Regions from separate parts of the Sus scrofa genome. Here region 1 is linked to region 2. A link is a contact called in public HiChIP or PLAC-seq data. All regions are on one chromosome and are shown on one strand. The core of a region is the stretch at or near the end of the contact, and the rest is flanking DNA. Distances in the headings are between cores, read along the strand shown.

The links. HiChIP or PLAC-seq counts read pairs in DNA pulled down with a chosen protein or histone mark.
Region 1: an H3K27ac HiChIP or PLAC-seq map of skeletal muscle shows a contact between it and region 2. The contact joins the enhancer-like site here to the promoter of IPO4 in region 2. A contact is called at or near these places in 1 of 47 Hi-C or Micro-C datasets (fetal liver) and 2 of 2 datasets of contacts at active chromatin or transcription factors (alveolar macrophages and skeletal muscle).

The regions. Positions count from the first base shown.
Region 1 is chr7:75,231,001-75,237,001 of Sscrofa11.1, reverse strand. It overlaps CARMIL3 (capping protein, Arp2/3 and myosin-I linker protein 3), which reads left to right. Exons shown (of 41, transcript XM_021099222.1): 11 at 1-34; 12 at 243-329; 13 at 552-661; 14 at 801-878; 15 at 1,408-1,484; 16 at 1,561-1,665; 17 at 1,760-1,829; 18 at 2,609-2,690; 19 at 2,819-2,915; 20 at 3,065-3,119; 21 at 3,200-3,372; 22 at 3,851-3,919; 23 at 4,139-4,232; 24 at 4,327-4,425; 3 more. Among named protein-coding and RNA genes, the nearest start is that of CARMIL3, 7.2 kb to the left of the region's middle. Within about 2 kb of position 2,786, at least 20 of the 83 cell types and tissues checked have an H3K27ac peak or open chromatin away from gene starts, as enhancers often do. A contact at or near this core is called in alveolar macrophages and skeletal muscle, where this site is marked.
Region 2 is chr7:75,107,266-75,113,905 of Sscrofa11.1, reverse strand. IPO4 (importin-4) reads right to left here and starts at 4,062. Exons shown (of 30, transcript XM_013978187.2): 1 at 3,460-4,062; 2 at 3,286-3,372; 3 at 3,050-3,129; 4 at 2,931-2,972; 5 at 2,398-2,527; 6 at 2,127-2,306; 7 at 1,813-1,878; 8 at 1,607-1,708; 9 at 1,437-1,520; 10 at 1,019-1,183; 11 at 866-919; 12 at 600-709; 13 at 213-321; 14 at 1-53. The coding sequence starts at 3,528. It overlaps TM9SF1 (transmembrane 9 superfamily member 1), which reads right to left. Exons shown (of 6, transcript XM_013978190.2): 4 at 6,500-6,640; 5 at 5,110-5,383; 6 at 3,879-4,542. The coding sequence ends at 4,149.

The DNA of each region.
Region 1 (6,001 bases), core at 1,537-4,036, 120 kb before region 2:
CTCACTCTGTCCCACAACCCCATCGAGGACAAGGGTGAGCCCCAGCCCTGAATCCTACCCCCACCACAATGCAGACCCCTTGTCCCAACCCAGAGTCCAACCCGGCTCTCCGACCTGATGCCAGCCCCTGTCCCAATTCTGCCATTCTTGACCCAGGCCAGCATCCGCTCAAGCCCCCAGTCTGACTCTGCACCACCTGCCCCTAAGCCCACCTCTCAGGGGGCCCATTTCTCTCTCCTCAGGTTTCCTCAGTCTGAGCCAGCAGCTCCTCTGCTTTCCCACTGGCCTCACCAAGCTGTGCCTGGCCAAGACTGCCATTTCCCCTCGAGGTACTTGCCCCAGGACCCCTGATCTCTGACTCGGACCCACCCTCTCCGGCCCTCACAGTGCTGCCTAGGTTTTGAGCCCCAGGGAGAGTACCCACGCAGTCACACAGCATTCCGGGGATCAAGGAAGGGAAAGGAGCCACATTTTGGTAGCCGGGAAGAGCTGTGTACAAGGGAACGAGGTGGGGGTGGGGGCCAACCCAGCCCAGTGCCCGCTGTGCGCAGGGCTCCAGGCACTGGGCCAGACCTTCGGGGCCAATCCGGCCTTTGCCAGCTCCCTTCGATACCTGGACCTGAGCAAGAACCCTGGGCTGCTCGCCACAGACGAGGCCAATGTGAGTGCATGAATGTAGCCTCAAGCCCCTGTAGAAGCACGTTCAGGCTTCAGAGCCTAGACTCTCTGCCCTTTTGCCCCTAGGAGGGGAGGGGCTCTGTCACCTCTTCCCCTGCAGCCCTTCTGTCCTTCCTTCCCAGGCCCTCTACAGTTTCCTGGCCCAGCCCAACGCCCTGGTACACCTGGACCTGGCGGGGACCGACTGTGCCATTGACTCGGTGAGGGCTTGGTGATGGGGGAACCCAGCCTGCAGGGATCTGGGGAGGCCAGAGTGGGTCTCTGCCTCACCCCCGCCTTGAGTATGGAGGTGGGCAGAGCTGGCCGGATGGTTTCAGGTTCAGCTGAATTACAAAGCAACGACAAAGCTCACACCTGTGCCACACTGTGTCTTGGTTGTTCTGGCTGTGCCTAAGAGCCAGCCCAGGTCCATTCCCCAGCTAGGCACTCCCACACAGAGCAGAAGGAGGAGGACAGGACCCCTTCCCTAACTTGCACCAGGCACCTTATGAGCCTGCCGTGGCCCTGGCTTTCCATGTCCACTGCCTGTGAGCCTCTCACACCCCTGGGGGCCAAGCATGTGGGATAGACCCACTTTCCACAGAGGGAAAACTGAGGCTCGAAGGGGCTGCGTGGGCAGGCACAGTGGGGCCCGCATAGACTGCCCACCGAGGGGGAAGCACCAGGACCTCGGTGGGGAGAGAGGAGGGAATCCTGGCCCCACGAGACACACCCTGTCTCCCCTGACAGCTTCTGGGTGCCCTGCTCCATGGCTGCTGCTCCCACCTCACCTACCTCAACCTGGCGCGCAACAGCTGCTCCCACAGGTGGGGGCACAGGGGTGCAGGGGGCAGGGCCAACCGTGGGCGCCCCCTCCCTTGCTGACCCCAGGTGTCTCCGCAGAAAGGGCCGGGAAGCCCCAGCAGCCTTCAAGCAGTTCTTCAGCAGCGCCTACACTCTGAGCCACGTCAACCTGTCGGCCACAAGGCTGCCCCTGGAGGCCCTCAGGTCGGGTGGGTGCAGGGTTGGGGGGCGTCCGAGGGGGAACCTCGGAAGAACGGGGAGAGGAGTAAAGGTGGGCCTGCTGACCTTCCTCCCACAGGGCGCTGCTCCAGGGCCTCTCCCTCAACAGTCACCTCAGCGATCTGCATCTGGACCTCAGCAGCTGCGAGGTGAGCCCTCAGTCCCCCATCCATCGCCCACCGTTCGTTCCTCTGACCTAAGTCAAGCCCTGGCTCCATCGGGCCTCCGCGCTACTCCTCTGTGACCCCCCCCAGACCTGACTACATTCCCTCTGTCCCCTCTTGGACTGTGGTCTGCGTCCCTCTATCTAGAGGTCATTTTCAGTCTCCAGGAGCTCCTTCGTGACCTCTTTGGGGTGGGAGATACCACGCTCCCCCACCAGAGGGCAGGAGCAAGCTGTCTCCAGAGCAGCCGCCCCAGATTTTCCTGACGGAAGTGAGGGAAGAGAGCCCTAAGAAAGGATCTGGTGTAGAGAAAGGGTCCTGGAGTTCCCGTTGTGGCCCAGTGGAAACAAATCTGACTAGGAACCATGAGGTTGCGGGTCAGATCCCTGGCCTCGCTCAGTGGGTTAAGGATCTGGTATTGCCGTGACCTGCGGTGTAGGCTGCAGACACGGCTCAGATCTGGTGCTGCTGCTGCTATGGCTGTGGCTGTGGTGTAGGCCAGCAGCTATAGCTCTGAACCCCTACCCTGATTGAACCCCTAGCCTGGGAATCTCCATATACTGCTAATGAGGCCCTAAAAAGCAAAAAAAAAAAAAAAAAGAGAGAGAGAGAGAGAGAGAGAGAAAGGGTCTCCTGATTTTACACCAAGAGACCTGGTTTGACCTTGAATCCTGGCTGACTACTCTTATTTCTCAGCATTAAAAGTGTCCTCTCCTCCACCCCTACCCTGCCTCCCTGCCCCACCCCCTACTGTGTCCCTGCAGCTGCGCTCAGCTGGAGCCCAGGCTTTGCAGGAGCAGCTGGGGGCTGTCACCTGTGTGGGCAGCCTAGATCTGTCAGACAATGGTGAGTGGGGGCACCTCCCTTCCTGGAGGCCAGGTAGGGACAGGGGCCTAGAGCATGGGGGAAAAGCCCTAAGGAGACCCTGGTGAGCCTTGGGCCTCAAGGCCAGGCCTCTCCCATCTGTTGGCCAGGGTTTGACTCGGACCTCCTGACGCTGGTGCCTGCACTTGGCAAGAACAAGTCTCTCAAGCACCTGTTCCTGGGCAAGAACTTCAACGTCAAAGCCAAGTGAGGCCCCCTCCCTCCACCCACAGACCCTCACGCCATCATCCGCCTATCCTTTGGGGCTCGCTGTATTGCCTCTGGCCACCTCTCTGCTGCTCCAATAGCATGACCCCAGCCCCCTCCCTCCTACTCTGAGCCCCCACTCCCCGCAGGACCCTGGAGGAGATCCTCCACAAGCTGGTGCAGCTGATCCAGGAAGAGGACTGCGTGAGTGCCTGGGCCTGGGAGGGGACCTGCGGTGACGGGATCTGTGGGGACGGGGCCCAACCCCGTACTTGCCCACACAGTCCCTGCAGTCACTGTCCGTGGCAGACTCCCGGCTGAAGCTTCGCACCAGCATCCTCATCAATGCCCTGGGCAGCAACACCTGCCTGGCTAAGGTGGATCTGAGCGGCAATGGCATGGAGGACATCGGGGCCAAGATGCTGTCTAAGGCCCTGCAGATAAACTCCTCCCTCAGGTGGGGCCCACACCTGGACCCTCTGATCTGAGCCCCAGCCCTCCACCCCGCCTTACACAGGCCCTCCCTGCTGCCTCGCTGCTCTGTCCGCCAGTTTCTGGGAACCAGAGTTGGTTCCCAGAATCATCTCTGAGTCAGCCTCATTGCCTAGGGGGGTGGGGGGTGTCCCTGCCCTCTAAGAGAGGGAGGGGTGGACTTCCCGTCGAGGCGCAGCAGAAACAAATCTGACTAGGAACGATGAGGTTGTAGGTTCGATCCCTGGTCTCATTCAGTGGGTTAAGAATCCAGCATTGCCGTGAGCTGTGGTATAGGTCGCAGATGGGGCTTGGTTCCCACATTGCTGTGGCTCTGATATAGGCCAGCAGCTGTAGCTCCGATTGGACCCCTAGCCTGGGAACCTCCATATGCTGTGGGTACAGCACCCCCCAAAAAAAGAGGTGGGGGAGGGGTAACAGCCTAGTGCTCATCCTTTCCCCAGGACTATCCTGTGGGATCGGAACAATACATCTGCCCTGGGCTTTCTGGACATTGCAAGGGCCCTAGAGAGGTGAGTAGACCAGGGCCCGGCCCTGACCCAGGCCCCCAGCCTCCCTGAACCTGGACCAGGCCGGGACTACTCCAGCCCAAACCCAGCCCACTTGACCTAATTGCGCAGAAAGGTTAGGAAGGGCCCCAGGAGAGGGGGCTGGTCAGCAAGAGGTGGGGGTTGGAGCGGGTGCCTCTCCTGACACCTCTGCCCCCCCAGCTGTGCTGCTCTGTCCCACAGCAACCACACGCTGCGCTTCATGTCCTTCCCTGTGAGCGACATCTCCCAAGCCTACCGCAGCGCCCCCGAGCGCACCGAGGACGTCTGGCAGAAGGTGGCAGCCTAAGCAGGGTGGAACCCGAGGGGCGGGGGCCAGCCCGCACCACTTGGCCCTCACCCCCTCTCCCTGCCGAACCCATCATCTCCAGATCCAGTGGTGCTTGGTGAGGAATAACCATTCCCAGACGTGTCCCCAGGAACAGGCCTTCAGGCTGCAGCAGGGCCTGGTGACCAGCAGCGCCGAGCAAGTAAACGTTTCCCTCTGGGCCACAGGGGGCACGCCCGGGGCATGCTGGGCATGGGTGTCATGTGATGGAGCGCAGGGCGGGGAGGCAGCACGACAGAGGCATTATGTGATGTCCACAACTGGATCGTGCACGTGGGAAAGCAAAAATAATAGACGTGCAGGATGTGGGTCCCCAAAGTGAGAGAAAATATGGTCAAACAGCAAGGGGTCAGCCGTCAAGGGGGCTGGCAAGAGGGCACAGGCCTGGGAGCTGCACCAAGCATGGAAGAGGGCAGCCCCAGAAGAGGGAACAGGCCCCCCCCATCACACTTACCCGTCAGTGCTAGCACCAGTAGCACTGCCTAACTGGGCCCAGAAATGGGGGGCCCAGGGGGCTCACCTGGGAAGGTGAAGATGCCTGGGGTCTCCCCCTGACACTCTTGCCACCTGTGCCACAGATGCTGCAGAGGCTGTGCGGACGGGTGCAGGAGGAGGTTCGGGCCCTGAGGCTGTGCCCCCTGGAGCCTGTGCAGGATGAGCTGCTCTACGCCCGGGACCTCATCAAGGACGCCAAGAACTCCCGGGCGGTGAGCTCTCTGCAGCCCCACCCGCCCCTGATGGTCTGGACGGCCCAAGAAGGCCAGGGAGTGTGCAGGCCCTGCTCCGGGCATCTGCCCTCCTAGCCCAGGGTCCCCAGGGACCTAGTGAGGCCTGATTCTGCCCTTCTGATCAGAGCCCCTTCCTTCCCCAGCTGTTTCCCAGCCTCTATGAGCTGGGCCACATGCTGGCCAACGACGGGCCTGTGCGGCAGAGGCTGGAGTCAGTAGCCAGTGAGGTATCCAAGGCTGTGGACAAGGAGCTGCAGGCAAGTCCCGGGGAGGGAGCCAGGGCTGCCCAAGGCCCTAAGCAGAAGGCTGAGGACAGCCTGGGGAGAGGACTGTGCGCAAGAAGGAAATGAAGAGAGGAGACCATACTCCCACTGGGAGAGGCATTGCTAGGAACCCGGGCTTGGATGTTTGCTGCTACCTTCAGCCTTAGCCCCTCATCTCTGACCTCTCCCTCTGGAGTCTGATCCTTGGACTGACTCCCCCCTGTCCATAGTCCATGTGTTAGGATGGCTAGGATGTGAGGAAGCCTGAGTGTGCAAGACTCTGCTGCTAACTAGCCCTGTGACCTTGGCAAGAGCTGGAATAAACAGGCTGGAGTCCCTTCCGCTGTGGTGCCAGCCCTGACCCTGCCCTCCCTGGGGCTCCGGCCTCCTTTCCCCTCCTACTAGGTGATCCTGGAGTCCATGGTCAGCCTAACGCAGGAGCTATGCCCCGTGGCCATGCGGGTGGCCGAAGGGCACAACAAGATGCTGAGCAATGTGGCCGAGCGTGTCACTGTGCCCCGGAACTTCATCCGAGGGGCGCTGCTGGAGCAGGCGGGCCAGGACATTCAGAACAAGCTGGAGTGAGAGGCGGGGGCGGGGCTGGGGCCGGCTGGACTTGGCCTCGAGCACTTAGGGACTTGGGGCCCAGCGATCAGCAATGAATAATGAATGACACACTCTCCATTATGAGGGAATGAATCTTTAACCAACTGCAACCTTGCTCTTT
Region 2 (6,640 bases), core at 2,813-5,312:
AGGTAGGTGAGGAGCAGCGGCATCACCTCCCCGGAATAGCTACTGATGTGGGGCTGGGGAAAAGAAAAAAGGGGCCGAGTCAACTCAGCCTCAGGGCACACACCCAAGTGCTGATGGAGGCAGGGATGCCTGAGGAGATGAAGCTGAAGGGGAGATGGTCACCAGAACGTGTGGGGACTCAAACGGTGGGGGCCCACATGTGCCTTGCTGACCTGTAGGTTCTCCGAGAACTGGCCCAGAGTGAAGAGTGCAGCATTGCGAACAACCAGGGATGGATCCTCCAGGCTCTTGCACACGATCTGCAGCAGTGGGGGCAGCAGTCTGGATGGGGCCAGACAAGAAGATGTGGTCTGAGGGGCAGGACCGAGACCTATATCCCCTGGGAAAACCCTGGCTTTCTGTTACCAGATAGTAAGCGCTGACCATTGGTGCCAAAGTCTGGGGCAGCCACTTATCCTCCAAACCAGAACACTTCTCAGAGGAGGAGGAGACTCTATTGATGATTACATTCCAACAACAAGCACGGACCAGCACGGCTGTGGGCGGTGCGGTCCTCCTCCCCACAGCCTACCCTCCCTCCAGGATGGGGGAACAAACACCTCTGCCTGATGTGGTCGCCAGCTCCATCGGAGAGCACCGCCAGCACCAGGAGCCCAGCCTTGCGCTGGTAGGGGTTCTCGCTCCTCAAGGCCTCTTCCAGCATGGGCATCTAGGGGAGCAGATGGCACTCCCTGAAACCCCAGCACGAGCCTGTCTGTTCCTGCAGCAACAAGCCTTTCACAGTTACCAGGGCCCAAGCATCCTCAGCCTTGGGTGACTGGCAAACCCGGGGACAAGCACACCAGAAAGACAGAGCCACACTTACCAACAAGGGACAGAGCTTCTCAGGGGGCAAATGGAGTGCCAGCATGTCCACGACCTAGAAAAGAATGGGGAGACGTTGCTGGACTCCACCTTTGTCCTCAACGTCCCACAACCACCTAGCACACCTCCCCCCGGGCCCTGCCCCACATCCCACCTGTACAGCAAAGTGCTTGGGTGTCTCCCCCACCAGCCCAATCTCCAGCTCTTCCTCTTCTGAATCCTGGTCCTCAGGATCCAGCTGGCCCAGGGGGGGCTCAGCAGCCATGATGGGGAAAAGGGTGTGCAGCAAGGGTGGCAGGAGACGATTCTTCAGTAAAGCCTTAAGAGGGAGGGCAGAATAGTGACCCTGAAAATCTGTCCCCAAGATGGACTCACATTAAAAATTCCAGCCTTCCAGGCCACAGCGGGTCCAGCAAGAGATTCCCAATCTCCTAGCCAAGAGCTGGGGCTGACACCAAAATCAAAACATCTTAATGATAGTACTTCAGACATCCTAAGATGGACAGAAAGCCCCAGAGTAAGATATGAAGGATGGAGATGGGGTGGGGTGATATGTGTCAGAGGGCACTCACCTTGCTCTTCACTTTGACCAAGAATGTGAGGCAGCAGAGAATACGCACACGTATTGCGTCACCCAAGGCCACATTTTTAGCCACCTGCCCAGAGACCAACTCGAATCAGAAACAGACAAGGAAACTCTCATCAAAACAATCAGCAGGGACAGCACCAACCCCGGGCTCACCTCCAGGCAGAATGTGAGGACCTCTGAGAGGTGGGAGGTGATGATGGGCACCTCTGACTCCAGCAGTTCATCCAGGGCCTCCAAGGCCTCACAGGCCTTTGCCTGCCAGAGAGAGAAGTCACAAGGCTTCAGTGCTCTCCTCTGGTGAACGAGGAGGAACACTCCCGCCCTTTCCTTCCAACAGAGCTCCTACCGAACGCTCTCACCTCATCTACAGGGATCAAAGCCTGCACGGCCGTGATGAGCCTGGGCACCAACATCCGCGCAAGAGGCTGGAGAACACAGGACAAGCTGAATTACAGAAAGCACGATGCAGCCTAATCTCAAGCTCGAGGATCTGGCAGCCTCCTCGAAGCCTGGATGTAGGAGAAGCCCAGGCAAACCCACCCACAGGATCCCCTTTCAATTGTTAGGCAGGACAAAAACCAGAAAGAATCTGAAGTACCTCTGGGACTCGCAAGGGTGAGGACATGAAAGCCCAAGGACAGGGAGCCAGGGTAGGTGAGGGACCATATCTCACCACATCATCAGTGCCGAGATAAGGAGCCATGGTGGTCAGAGTGCGCAGGGAATAGAAGAGGAGCCCAGGAGAGCCCACCTCACCCAGGGTCTCATTCAGAAGCCGAAGAAGCTCCCGGTGGTGGGGTCGGAAGGCTTCAGGCCGGGAGGTTACCACCACACTTAGCAGCAAAAGCCCCATCTGCCCAGGAGAAACAGGAGTTGAGAGGGAAAAGCTTACATGGTCCATCCAGCCTCTAGGTCCCTTCCTCCCACCAACCATGCGCTGGTACCTCTCTCTCTGGGATGTGGGGGCTGTGGGTACTGTGCTGAAGAAGCTGCATGAGCTGAGGCCAGGCCTCCAGGCCTTCCTTTCGAAAAATGGTAGCTGAGAGCTGGGCCAGGCTAAGGCTCACAGAATGCCTGCAAAGGGAGAGATTCCCCACCCCTAATCACCCTCCAATACCCTCCCCTGCACACAATGGCCCTGCCTCCACCGGGTGGCCACAAGAGAAACCTCCAGATGTGGGCACAGGGTCTCTGCCAAATTGGAACACATAAGGCAGAAGCTCAAGGGGAAGCCAGCACCATGGTGGGTGTGCAATCTGGTGAGTTTGACATCACCCATACTGAATTTCAGTTCCATTCTTCGGACTCGGTTTTGACAAACAATCACAGCCCATGCTAAAGAACTTTCCTCCTTGGTCTAGAATTGTAGTCCCTGCCCCCCAAGATCCAGCCTAGAGCTGAAAAAGAAGGTAGAAACCTGAAGAAGGTCTCAGCCTGGAATCAGTTAGGACCCCGAGAGGGGGCTCTAGGCACTTACTCTGTCTCTCTTTGGAGGGCCGACAGGATCAGGGACTTGAGGCTGGAACACAAGTGGCAGGTGTTAGGAACCCAAGAGCCGCCTCAGCCTGGCCCCGCCCCGCCCCTGGCCCAGCCCACCTCTCCCGTTGCTCCACCACCAGCCGCCGCCAGCCAGTGCTCAGTCGTCTGCGGGTCAGCACAGCTGCGAACTGCCGGATCTGGGATGAGGAAGCAAGCATGTGAGGGTTCCGGCAGGGAGAAGCAGCAGGCATGTGAGGGTCGGAGCAGGAAGGCGCGGGACGCCGGGGGCTGGAGCTGGGGCTGGATAGGTAGCGTACTAAGGGCAGCTCAGCGGGAAGGGGCAGGAGCCTCACCTGAGGGTCGCCCGCCGAGGTCAGCAGGTCGCAGAGCGCGGGCAGGGCAGTGGGGTCCCGCAGAGCGGTCTGGAGCTGTTCGGTGGCCTGGGGAGAGCCTAGGGGTCAAGAGTCAGGCCGTTCCCGCAACCCTCCTCTCGCCCCGGCCCGGTCTGGTCCCGCCTGCCCCAGTACCCGCCGGATGCGGTCTGTGTCCGGCAGCAGCAGCTCCTGCAGTATCTGTTCTAGGCCGGCAGGCTCCATGGCAGCAGCTGAGCCGCCACTACCGGCCCGGGCGGGGGGAGGGACAGCACGTGGAGGCTCTATAACCCATTTCCGGCGGAAGGGGCGTTGCTCCGCGCCCCTCCCGTCGCCAAGGTGATTCAACTAGCTTCCCGCAGAGCTCCGGCTCCGCCACTTCCGTTGGGCTGAGCTCCGGCTGAGCCGCTGAAACAGGGCCCTGGTAAGGGAGGTTCCCCCAGCCGAGGGTTCCCAAGCTCCGTGGAGAATTCGAATCCCGTGCTTTCCGCTGCCGACCCGGCTTTCTATGAGACAGTGCCCTTAATGGCAAGGCACGCGTTTCGATATCCAGACCAAATCCTCCAACTACAGTATCCTTTTTCTTAATAAATTTTATTTTGGCATTGTAAAAAGAAAAATCAGGAGCAAAACTAAAGGCAACTTAAAAAGTTCAAATATATACTCCTTATATAATAGAGACTTATAATTTCCAGGCCCTCCCTGGGGAAGGAAGGCCCAAAGGGCAAAGGGGAAGACAACAAAGCCATCACACAACTCATTCACTCAGTCAGAAAAGATGACGGTAAGAGATCGATGGGGTATGAAGAAAGGGAAAGAAGAGCAATAGTTTTGCCACCCCAAACTCAGTCCATCTTGAGGTTAACATAGATATAACGGATGAACTTTAGGGAAGAAAAAAAGGAGATGGTGCCCAGCATGAGGAAGAAGACGTATCCAGTGAGTAAGGAGTAGCCAAAGAACTCTACCGTCTGTACTACCCCTGACATGTTGGAGCGCCGGGCATAGTAGAAAACTGAGTAGAGGAAGATGAAGAGCCCAGTGGAGCCAACACTCAGCACAGATCGCCACCACCAGCGGTAATCCTCCCCAGACAGCTGGAAGTAGGTGAGTGCGATGGAGATGCAAGCCCCCACACTCAGCAGGATGGCGAAGACGAAGAAGAGGATGCCATACAAAGTGTACTGCTCCCGACCCCACACTGTGGCAAAGATGTAGTACAGCTCCACAGAGATGGCACTGTGAAGAGAAGAGACGATACACAGCATTAAAGGGCTGTGTGTTGCCAGCAGTGGCCAGGCAAAAATCCAGCCACCACCCCTCCATGTTATTGGATCACTGTGGAAAGCAGGTCCACTCCACTCCCTACCCTGGAGTTTCTGGCTTGATGGCGATTCTTTTACCTATGATTAGCTGCTCTCATTTCAAGAACATCTTTAGTAGGTTGAGAACAGGTATCTTATCTGTTTTACTTTCCCATTGTATTTGCCTGGTACTGAGAGGCACTCAAACCGAATGAGTATTCGAATGGGCTTTAAGCTCCACATGGTGTCCCTAAAGTCAGAAATGAGGAAGATGGTTTAAGGAGCAATGTCTCTGGAAAGCTTTACAAGTGAGACAACCTCATATTTGAACTGACTGATTCAAGCTCAGTCCTGCTTAGAGAAAGGAGGAATCACTTAGTGATCTCTTAATGGTAATAGCCGAACTGGGGATTACTCCTGATACTGGGTTAGGGTATGGGGTGAGTAGGGAAGTTAAGGCCAAGAACCTGAGAGTGATGGCCATGGAATAAAGGGAGGATACCTGAAAGGCAGGAAGCCTCCAACAGTCATGTGGATGAGAGTAGACTTGTACCAGGGCTGGGGCGGGATTTCCCGAGCGATGTTCTTGGTGCGACAAGGTGCATCAAACAGGCTAGCATTGTTCTTCCCGAAGATGCCTCCAATGACAGTGAGGGGAAAGCCCACCAGCAGCCAAACCGTCAGAAGCAGCAGGATGGTGGTGGCTGGCAGAGCCTGTGTTGAACCATTGGCCCAGTGCACGGAGTTCACGACACTCCACGTCAGGAAGAAAGGCACTGCAGGGATGGTCCCCCAGAGGGAGGGTCAGCACTAGGAGCTGTATCCCTGGGAACACCTAATCAGACTAGATTTAAAGGCGTGAGGAATAAAACATCCTGCTCCCAGGCTGACTCCACCCTTCATGTCTTTTTGTTCCTTGGTCCTTAGCTTACCAACACCCCCCACCCTTATCCATTAAGGATCCAGGCAGCCATTACATAGATCAGAGAGTGACACAAATCCACCTGCCTCCAAGGCCTGTCCTGCTGTGGTGTTGCTGAGTCCTAGCATGAGACATTCCTTTGAATTAAGGCCCTGTTTTCAGAAAGCCCTGGTTCAGACACAGATGTGATAGAATATAAATCACTTAGGGTTGAAAACACAAAAGGTTCAGAATGCAAATTACTACTGCTTTGAGAGGACAAGCTGGCTTGGAAAGCTACAGTAGGGTAGCCCACTTCAAAAATAAAAAACTTGGGAGAAAAAAGGAATATCAAAAAATTAGACTGTTACTACAGGAATTCCCACTGTGGCACGAAGGGATTGGTGGTGTCTCTGTAGTACTAGGACTCAAGGTTCAATCCCCAGACTGGCACTGTGGGTTAAAAGGATCCGGTGTTGCTGCAGCTGTGATGCAGGTCACAACTGTGGCAGCTCAGGTCTGATCCCTTGCCCGGGAACTCTGTATGCCTTGGGGTGACCAAAAAAGAAAGGGGGGAAAAAAGTGTTATTATTCTCAAGTGTAACGGTTGAGAATACAGGCTCTAGAATTTGACTGCCAAGGGCTGAAACCTGATTCACTGCTTTTTAGGATAATCTCAGACAAGTTACCTAAAGTTCAATTTCCTCATCTGTGTAAAATAGAGACAATATGACCTACTTCATACAGTCAACGTGAGGATTAAATGAGATGAAGGCATGTCGAGAGCTTATCACGTTGCCTAGAACATTTTATGGGCTTAGTTTCTAACTGCAAAAAAAAAAAAAAAAAAAAAAAAAATTGCATTTTTGCCTTTTGAGTTTCTTGTTTCTTTTGCCTAATTTCCTTCCCTTAAAGCCTTACTGACTCTGTCAGGCTCCACAATGTGTTTGAAGTTCCTAAACTGGCCCACCAGGGAAAGGGCAGTCCTCACCAGAGAAGAGACTGGTGGTGAGAATGATGTTCCACACCCAACGCTCGCCTCCGATCTGCCGGTAGAAGTGGCTGGACACGTAGCCAGAGATGCAGCAAGTCAGGGCATACAGCAAGATGGCTGCTGAGTTAATGGCCCCGT